Linked DNA regions of Mus musculus: regions 1 and 3 are each linked to region 2. A link is a contact called in public ChIA-PET data. All regions are on one chromosome and are shown on one strand. Each heading gives the region's core, a stretch centred on a gene start, on an enhancer-like site or on the middle of the called end of the contact. The rest is flanking DNA. Distances are from core to core; before and after follow the strand shown. Region 1 overlaps Cdc42se2 (CDC42 small effector 2). Region 2 overlaps Rapgef6 (Rap guanine nucleotide exchange factor (GEF) 6). Region 3 has its middle 12 kb from the start of Lyrm7os.

What was found. ChIA-PET counts read pairs in DNA pulled down with a chosen protein or histone mark.
Region 1: a contact with region 2 is called in an RNA polymerase II ChIA-PET map of memory CD8 T cells, with 93 read pairs. The contact joins two enhancer-like sites. A contact is called at or near these places in 2 of 484 Hi-C or Micro-C datasets (CD8 T cells and bone marrow-derived macrophages), 4 of 115 datasets of contacts at active chromatin or transcription factors (bone marrow-derived macrophages, effector CD8 T cells and memory CD8 T cells) and 3 of 9 other capture datasets (adipose tissue, liver and pancreatic islet).
Region 3: an RNA polymerase II ChIA-PET map of memory CD8 T cells shows a contact between it and region 2, with 185 read pairs. The contact joins two enhancer-like sites. A contact is called at or near these places in 1 of 39 promoter capture datasets (liver), 1 of 484 Hi-C or Micro-C datasets (bone marrow-derived macrophages), 6 of 115 datasets of contacts at active chromatin or transcription factors (bone marrow-derived dendritic cells, bone marrow-derived macrophages, effector CD8 T cells and 2 more) and 2 of 9 other capture datasets (adipose tissue and liver).

Annotation. Positions count from the first base shown.
Region 1 is chr11:54,762,322-54,765,471 of GRCm38.p6, reverse strand. All of the region lies in intron 1 of Cdc42se2 (CDC42 small effector 2), which reads left to right. Among named protein-coding and RNA genes, the nearest start is that of Cdc42se2, 24 kb to the left of the region's middle. Within about 2 kb of position 1,276, at least 57 of the 459 cell types and tissues checked have an H3K27ac peak or open chromatin away from gene starts, as enhancers often do. A contact at or near this core is called in CD8 T cells and memory CD8 T cells, where this site is marked.
Region 2 is chr11:54,615,918-54,619,064 of GRCm38.p6, reverse strand. The region is part of intron 7 of Rapgef6 (Rap guanine nucleotide exchange factor (GEF) 6); the gene reads right to left. Among named protein-coding and RNA genes, the nearest start is that of Rapgef6, 95 kb to the right of the region's middle. Within about 2 kb of position 1,269, at least 18 of the 459 cell types and tissues checked have an H3K27ac peak or open chromatin away from gene starts, as enhancers often do. A contact at or near this core is called in CD8 T cells, bone marrow-derived macrophages and memory CD8 T cells, where this site is marked.
Region 3 is chr11:54,806,226-54,809,488 of GRCm38.p6, reverse strand. No RefSeq gene overlaps it. Among named protein-coding and RNA genes, the nearest start is that of Lyrm7os, 12 kb to the left of the region's middle. Within about 2 kb of position 1,633, at least 131 of the 459 cell types and tissues checked have an H3K27ac peak or open chromatin away from gene starts, as enhancers often do. A contact at or near this core is called in bone marrow-derived macrophages and memory CD8 T cells, where this site is marked.

The DNA of each region.
Region 1 (3,150 bases), core at 27-2,526, 150 kb before region 2:
TTTTAAAACATTTCTATACTTGGCAGAGCAAAAGGAACATTTTATTTATATAGGGTGGCTTTTTTGTTTGTTTGTTTTGTTTTTTTGGCTTCTGAAACAGGGTCTAACAGTGTAGATTAAACTGATTTTAAACTCCTGATTTTCTGCTTCGGTCTGCTGGATGCTGGCCTTACAGATGGTTGTATCACCAAGCTGGCAAGGAAACTTTTAAAACAACAGCAATTGCATCTTTATGTTAACAGAAATGTATTTAATTTAGAAAAACCGGATCATTGTAGTCTTAGGAGTTGTCTTAGTTAGGGTTTCTATTGCTGGGAAGAGACATCACGTCCATGGCAATTCTTATAAAGGAACATATTTAACTGGAATTGGCTTGCAGTTTCAGAGGTTTAGTCCATTATCATCATCATGAAAAGCACACATGGTGCTAGGAGGAGCTAAGATTGTACACCTTGATCACAGGCAACAGGAAGTGAACAGGCTTGAGCTTTTGAGACCTCAAAGTCACACACCTCCTCCAGCAAAGCCACACCCACTCTAGGGACACACCTCCTAGTAATTGCCACTCCCTATGGACCTGTGGGGGCCATTTTTATCCAAACTACCACAGGAGTGTTAGTATTTTATTAGTCCATTAATTGTCATACATTATACATAAAATAATTCCACATTACATCTGTCAGAACTTTGTTTTCTTGTTTTTTGAATGATGAAGTTTCGGGCATTTGCCACCAGGCCAGGTTTAATTCTTCATACTGACCTTACAAATTAAATTCATAATACGAAGTCTTATGTATTAGACTTCTAAAATGGGGTGAAGGAATAAATACAAGTAATGTGTGTTTAAACACAAGACACTTACGTAACTTTCAGAGTCTATTCTATGAAACAAACACTTTACGGTTTCAGAAGGACAGTTGGTGGTGATAGAATTACTGAATAAGGAGGATCAGGCTTCAGGGTCATTCTCAAGGTAGAGCAGATGTGTGTGTGTGTGTGTGGGGGGGGGGGGGGGGGATCAGGAGTTCCTGGACCATGTGAGACTGTCTCAGCAACCCCCCCCCCCACACACACACAAAAGGGAATGGGTGGTCTGGAAGAATAGAATTGAAGTAGTTTTGAATTAATATATTCAAGAAGATAGGCCCATAGTTATGTCCTAGGGGTCAGGAAGTTGAAACTGGCAGGTGGCTGTCAGAACTCTGAATCTGGGGCCACAGCTGCTGCTGGTGACAGTGGCTTCTGAAGGTGATCCTCCTCCTGCGCACTAAGCACTCAAACTCATCAGCACAGGAAGCCTGCAAGCCTCACAGTGCTGCTCACGCCCAGGAGCTGCTTACTCAGCCCTGCTTACGTTCCAGATAAATTAACTACAAGAGGAAGATCTGGAAAAGGTAGGGGATTGCTTTTGGTGGTGGTTGTTACTTTTTTGGAAAAAAAAATGTCCAGCCCTGAAGTACAGGAAGGGACGTAACCTGGGAGCATGAGCATCCTTCTGCTCTACAAGGCATGCATGCAGGGTGTTCTGAAGGTGGTAAGATTCAAAACATTTCAACATAGATTTGATACATTCTGAAGTGTTATCTAAATATGAACCATTAATTTTGTTGTTTATATAAAGTTGTTTTTTTTTCCAGGCCTAATGTTTTCGGTTGCAAGTAAGCTAGTGTTAGTAAAAAACCTTTTATAGTGTGTTTCCTGTTTGTAGTGAATGGTGGAAGTATGCCTGGGGATGGAACTGTAAAACCTTTATTTTTCTCTCTTACTGCTGGAGTGTGTGTGTGTGTGTGTCACAGCATGCATGCACAGGTGAGAGGAGGAGGGTCTTTTGTTCACAGGTTGGTTGGCTGGTGAGTTTTCTTGGATTCTCCTATTTCTGTAGGCTTCCGGTTTTCCTTGGGTACTCGGAAGTCACACTCAGGTTCTCATGCTGTGCAAGGACTTTATTTGCTGAACCATCTCTACTTGCTATGTTTTATTTTTTTTTAAATTCAGTTTATCTTTATTATCTTGCTGAAATGATATTGCGGTAATTTTTAAAAAGAATGTGTGGGGGGTTATACTGGGGAGGGGGCTCTGCTCAGAGGAGAAGGGGAGGGAGAGGATCTGTGTGAAGGGGTACTTGGAGGAGAGGGGGGCTGATATTGGGATGTAAAGTGAATGAATAAATAAATAAAATTTTAAAATATTAAAAAAAATATGTACAACAGGCTAGATGTGGTGGCACATACCCTTTACTACCAGTAGTCCCAGGCAGAGACGGGCGGATCTCTGAGTGTGAGGCCCTCCTGGTCTACAGATCAAGTTCCAGAACAGCCAAGGCTACACAGGGAAACCCTGTCTCAAAAATAAGATTGTGCATGAGGAATGAACAAGTCTTACCCAGACTAGAGCGGGAAGATGTTTGCTTTCATTATGTATTTGTTTCTAAGATTTGTTTTATTTTGTGTTTATGAGGGTTTTGCATCAGATCGTCTGGAACTGGAGTTAAGATAGGTGTGAACCACCACATGGAGGTTGGAAGTTGAACTTGAGTCCTCAGAAAGAACAGTGCTGTTAACTGCTGAGCCATCTCTCCAGCCTCAAGTCTTGTGTTGTTATCATTACTCAATTTTAAACATTTCTCTAACAGGGCTGTAATAGGGAACTAAAAGCTCGTTTTAGTGTGTTCTTTTTATGCCCTCCCATGTTTCATGAAACGGCAGATGACCGTGTGGTTTTGATATGCTGTATATCTACTGTGGGTGATGGTACATACCTATAATCCCAGGCCAGGAAGATTGTGAACTCAAGGCTAGCTTGGGCTACACAGTGACTTCAAGGCCAGCCTAGACTAGATAGAGAGAGCCTATTCCACAAAATCAAAATAATCCTGGAGTGGTGGTACATCCACCCTGTAATCCTAGCACCTGGGAGGTGGAGGTTGAAATTCGGGAGGAGATCAGGGCCTCCTTCATTTACATTACATGGCAAGTTTGTGGTTAGCCTGGCCTGCTAGAGCTCCCTTCTCAACAAAACAAAACAAAGCAAATCACCCCAGAGCAACACAAAAAAAAAGACACATATGCTAACTTCCAGATTCTGGTTTAGAGTCTTAAAAAAGTGTATGTTTGCCTGTTCATATGTGTATGTATATGCTTATGTATATGT
Region 2 (3,147 bases), core at 20-2,519:
AGTAAGAGAAGCAGAACCAGAAAGAGCAATGAAGCAACAGAAATACAACATACTGGGCAGAGAAAGAGTGCCAGCAACAGGATCACAGAGAAGAATGGAGAAAAAACAGGTAAGCCATAGGACACAAAACGACCTTAGAGACAGGCAGGAAAGAAAGCCGTATCTGCAATTACAGCCTCCCTGCTGTCAGAACTGCTTCCACATTTTCTCTGTGGGCCAGCATATTAATCTTCTGGCCTTTGTTAATTCACATTAGGGCTCAGATGACAACTTAGTCTTGCTTTATGCACAATTTATAGTGCCTTTGGATTCCTCTTTATTTTTAAGTAGTTAATAATCCAGAATGAATATACAATGAGCTCCTTTAAGACTAGAAAAGATGGTTTGTAACAGTCTGCTGCTATGGCCTGGACCATTATCCTCTTTTCCTTTTTGAGACAGGGTTTCATGTGGCCCAGATGGGCCTTGACCTGTAGCCAAGAAGGCCTTTAAACTTCTGATCTTCCTGCTGCCATTTAGGATTATAGGTATATGCTCCTATGCTCAGTTTATGAAGTGCTAAGGTTGAACCTAATGGTAACGGTAAGCACTCTACTAACTGGGCTACATACATCTTCCTCCCTTTTCAACAGTGCTAGGCATCAAATATAGGGCCACCCAAGGCTCCTTTAGCCAAGGCATATCCCCAGATCCTAAAACTTTTTAAAAAAGAGTTATTCATTTATTTATGAATATGAGTGGTGCTCTGTCTTCATGAACACCAGAAGAGGGAATCACATACCATTAAAAATGGCTGTGAGCTACCATGTAGGTGCTAGAAATTGGACTCAGGATTTCTGGAAGAGTAGTCAGTACTCTTAACCATTGCACTATCTCTCCAGCCCATAAAAATTATAACTATTTTCATTATATGTATATGAATGTTTTGGCTACATGTATTGTAAGTAAACTGCATGTGTGCCTGGTGTCCACAGAGGTCAGAAAAGGGCATCTAATTCCCTGCACTGGGGTTATTGATGGTTGTGAGCTGCTATATGGAGCTAGGAGCCAAAATCACAAGTGCTCTTACATGGAGCCATCTCTCCAACACCCTAAAAATTCTTAATAGAAAGAAATCTTAACTTCAAGATGATGGTGCTGGAAGGTGGAGCCTCTGAGCAGCTAAAACCTCACCAAGTTATTAGAATCCTCATGAATGGGTAGTGCCTCACGGGTAGTACTATACGAGGCCAGAGGAAGCCCATCCAACCTTTCTTCCATATGAGGAAATAGCTAGATGGTGCCATCTACAGATCAGAAAGAGATCTTTCACAGGATAGCAAATTTGTCATTACTGTAATTTGGAATTCCCAGCATCTAAAACCATGAAAAGTGAATTTCTACTGTTTGTGAGCTACCCAGTGCACGGCATTTTTTTTTGAAACAGCAGCTTGAATGGACTATGATAGTATCTCATATACAATATCCTATTCTGTAACCAACATGTACTTTAAAGCAAAAAGAAGGATTCTCATTAACTGTAAAATGAACAGATGAATAAATTTAACTATATGTGGTGGCTCACGCTTACAATCCCAACATATGAAAGACTGAATCCCTGAGTTCTAGACCAGCCCAGAGTAACACTGGTGGTTGGCATGGTTAAGAGAGTAAATATGAAGACTCAAATGGAAGAGATGGACAATGGTCGACTAAAAGGAGCAGAATAATCACAGGATTAGAATGATAATATTAAGAGATGGTAGGAGACTCACTTTTGTAGGATAGTTAGCAAACTGAGCCCGCCCTAGGCAGATCATTAAAAAGATTATGATAAATAGGTTAAGCACAGGGGTCTAGTAGGACAAGGATTAAACCTCTCTTGGTTTTCCTTTCCTGTCACATGTACTTTGTACATATAATGCGGTGAGTACAAGCTGACTCTACGATGAGTTGGCCTTCACCAAATAAACCATCAGAGAATATCTCTTTCCTGTTTGCAACTAAACATGAAGCTACAGTAAAAGGTGCCACATGTTTAATGAAAATGTTATACAAACTTATAAAAACCACATTTAAAATTGAGGTTTAAGTGTTAAGCCAGCACTTCATATTTTCAATGCTTTTCCTTTCAGCATCATCATGTCCAGGTTCCCTTTTCAGGGACCATTCAGCTTTTAAGCTCATCTTGTCTTCTTGGTCAGAGGAGAATTTTGTGCAATGAAATCTTCCACAATTCTGCAGTCCAGGATAGCCCTGTCCATTTCTCTCCTCTGCCTTACAGACCAACATTTTAGTTAGCAGAGATATTTTGCCATTTACCTTGAAACCAATACTGGTATTTACTTCAAATATTATTCACCTTGAATTTTTTTCTAGATTACTTCTAAGTACCACAGTGCTTGACTCAGCAAAAGAAACAAGATCAGTAAAAACATAAACTCCCATCTGCATAAATTTATTCTGATAATAAATACACACAAAACACCAAAAACACAGCTAAGAAAAAGCATGCTGAGGGTCCAGCAGCATGTACTCTTGCCATGAAGCAGACTCTAAGTGCTGTAGGAAACTAATGGAATACAGAACCAGATGGCAGATGGTAGTGGGAAATGAAAGGCTTGAAATTCGTAGTTTGGTAAGAGCGAAGCACTGAAATTTCATTAATAGAATACTATTTAAGCCATCACATTCTTGCAATTTGTTTCAAGTAGGAGTTTAAATTAAATGGCACTGTATGTGGGTAGTGGGTAACTTAGCCTTGGACAAGGGCATAGATGGTGTCTTTTTGTATTTGTATTTTTCCTAGGATTAATACTACAGATTAAACCCCAGGACCTTGTTCATACCAGGCAAGCACTCCACTGTCAGATCACAAATTCTCTAGCTGCCTTTTTCTTCCAGAAACGAGGCCACAGCTCGGAGCAGCTCAGCCTCTGGTCAGACCTGGTAAGGAAGCTCACTGTGCAGCTCTTCTACTTCTCCCAGCTACAAGCTGCATTTATGTGCTGCCTAGTGCCTGCCTTCAAGCTGCAGGATGAAGCTTGTCTACCCTGTTCATCAGAGAAGCTAAAAGAATCAGCGCCCCCACCCTTCCCCTTCTCTCTGGATTTCAAGTGCAGGTTCTCTCGCATCCCTCCTCACTTTCGGGAACCCAGTCATGCTCTA
Region 3 (3,263 bases), core at 384-2,883, 190 kb before region 2:
GTAGCAGTGAGGTCTGCTTACCCTCTAAACAAAATACTCAGAATTCTTTGAAGGAGGTGGGTTCACTACAACCAACAAGCAAGGGGACTCAGGGAAACCACCAGAAGTGACAGCAAACACTGTTCCTAAAGCTTACAGAGTAGCTTTAAGGACATAACTGCATATGGCAGCTTTAGGGGAACAGAGCAACAAGCTAATGGGGTGAGGATGGATGGACAAATGCAGCAGATTGCAGAAGCCATGAGAGCCAGGAAAGGAGACAGACAATGTCTGGGAACAGGTACCCAACTATTTCTCCCAAAGAGGGGCCCCTGAGCATCTTCAGATTTGCTTTATTCCAGAGCTTACAGAAGTTATTAGCTTAGGTGGACATTTTAAAGATTTATTTTGTTTTCATGTATGTGTACATGAGTGTTATCTGTGTGTGGGTATGTGCACATGTGTGCAGATACCCGAGAAGGCCAAAAAAGGGGCATCAGATCCCATGATGCTGGAGTTAAAGGTGGTTGTGTGCCACCTGATGTGTGTGCTGGGAACTGAACTCAGATCCTCTGCGGGAGCAGCAAGTGTTCTTAAGTGCCGAGCCATCTCTCCAGCCACGGTCACAGGTTTCTCTGATGTGTTTTTTGTCTTATTTTGCTTTATCTTGCAGTTTGGGGGTATCCACCCAAGACCTCCCCAGTGTTGAAACAAGAGTTCTTTGCCTCAGCTACACCTTCTTGTTGCCTGGTCTTTTTCCTTTCCTTCCTTCCCTTTCTCCCTCCCTCCCTCCCTCCCTTCCTTCCTTCCTTCCTTCCTTCCTTCTTTCCTTCCTTCCTTCCTTCCCTTCTCCCTCCCTTCCCTTATTCCCTCCCTCCCTCCCTTCCTTACCTTATTATTTGTGGTCTATGTGGTTGTTTCTCTGTGTAACCCTGGTTGTCCTGGAACTTACTATGTAGACCAGGCTGGCCTCAAGTTCAGAGATCTGTCTGCCTCTGCCTCCCGTGCTGGGATTAAAAGTGCACACACCACCTTGGCATCTTTGTGGTTCTTAAGTGTGTGTCACAAGTTTCAGCTTGACACAAACCCCGAGACACCTGAGAAGAGAGAAACCTCAAAAGAGGAATTGCCTAGATCAGAGCGACCTGTGGTCATGCCTGTGAGGCATTTCCTTAATCTCCTGTTGATGTTGGAGGACCCATCCCAGGATGGGCAGCACCATCTCTAGGCAGGAGGTACAATTCGTATGACTTAAGCTTTTACCAGGACAAACAAAATCTCTTTCTTTCTAAACACTCTGTGTGTGTGTGTGTGTGTGTGTGTGTGTGTGTGTGTGTGTAGTATGTCAGGATTCATGCATGTGTAGAGGTCAGAAGACAACTTGCTGAAGTTAGATTTCTCTTACACTATTTGAGTCTGGGACTCAAACTTAGGTCATCAGGCACGGCAGCAAGACACCAAGCACTTTGAGCCATGTTGCAAGCCGTGTTGCTGGCCCTTTTTTTCCCCTGTATTAATTAGGTAATTATTCCCTCCCCCACCCGAGTAATATTTTATCTAGATGCTATGATGGTTCCTCTTTCACTTTAACTCATCTGGGTGTGAACAAGGATGTGGGGGCCGGTTGTTATTGCTTATGTAATGAAGACTGTGGTGAGGCCGTGTGCCAGGCTACCAGACATATTCCCCTTTGCATTCAACCCTTCTGTAACCACCATCCTCAGTAGGAAGTGCCCCACATCGCCATGTTGAACGCTCGCTGCCATAACTCTTCGTCTGAAATTAGTGTGACTGTAACTACTTTTTATGAGCTCAGTGCTATTTCCTGATGAGCCTTTAAAGCTGTCAAACTATGTTTTAGATAAGCCTAAAGCCTGGCCTGGTGACACACACTTATAATCCCAGCATTTAGCAGGCAGAGGCAGGAGGCCCAGGAATTCTAGACTAGCACTAGCCCACATAGTGAATTCAAAGCAACTGTTGTCTACATGAGACCCTGCTCTGCCCACTCCCAAAAGCATAAAAACATATCATTTGATTAATGACTCTAGCGGAACCACAGTTCTTCATAGGAAGAACCAAGTCAGGCCCAGAACTAGAACAAGGACTGAGGAGATGTCTCTGTGGTAAGAGCACTTCTGGGCAAACATGAAGACCTGAGTTTGAATCTCAGCACCTACATAAAACAAGTGGTGTGGCTATGGATGCCTGTAGTCCCAGAGCTGTGGGTGTCAGAGCAGGAGGACCTGTGAGGCTTGCTGGCTGCCAGTCTAGCTCCAAGTTCAATGGGAGACCCTGCCTCAAGGGCATAAGGTAAAGAATGGACAGCAAGACATGCGACATCTCCTCTGGCCTCAGAAAGCGCCTTACTCTACCAACACCACACAGGCGCGCGCGCGCGCACATGCGCACGCACACACACACACACACGCACACACGCACGCACGCACGCACGCACGCACGCACGCACGCACGCACGCACGCACGCACGCACGCACATATACTGCTCCAGGTTCAGTTCAGGACCCTGTCTCAGGCCAGGTGGTGGTGGCGCACGCCTCTAATCCTAGCACCCTAGAGGCAGAGGCAGGTGGATCTCTGAGTTTGAGGCCAGCCTGATCTCCAGAGTGAGTTCCAGGACAGCCAGGGCTACACAGAGAAACCCTGTCTCGAAACCCAAAGACAATCAAAAAGACCCAGTTTCAAAAATAAATAAATAAATAAATAAATAAATAAAGTGGAGAACGTATGAGGACAACACTCAGAGTTGACCTCTGGCCTGTGCATGCATGCTTGCACGGGCAGCCACACCCACATACACAAACATGTATGTATACATGCACACACATACACAAAAGGGAAAAAAAGAAGTGGGTAATTGGACTCCTACTTTCTGTCACATTCCAAAGCTACTCCATTTGATTTGGTGACTTATTGTCAAAAATAAAATGAAATAGGGTCTCACTTATGTGTCCCTGGATGGCTTGGAACTCATAGAGATCCACCTGCCTCTGTATCTTTATCACTGGGATTAAAGGCAAGTGCCACCAAGCCTGGCTTCAAAAACCAAACAGTAATAAAGGGCTTCATAATAAACATTTCTTAAACTGCACGTTACACTCAGTGGTACTATTAGTAGTCACTCTTTTTTGATTTGAGACAAGGTCTCAAGTGCCTCAGGATGTCCTCAACCTTACTATGCAGCTAAGAAAGACCTTGAGCCACTCTTCCTGGGATCTGGAGTGAGGGGAAGGGAGCCCCGAACTTCTCATAGAGATGAAAGC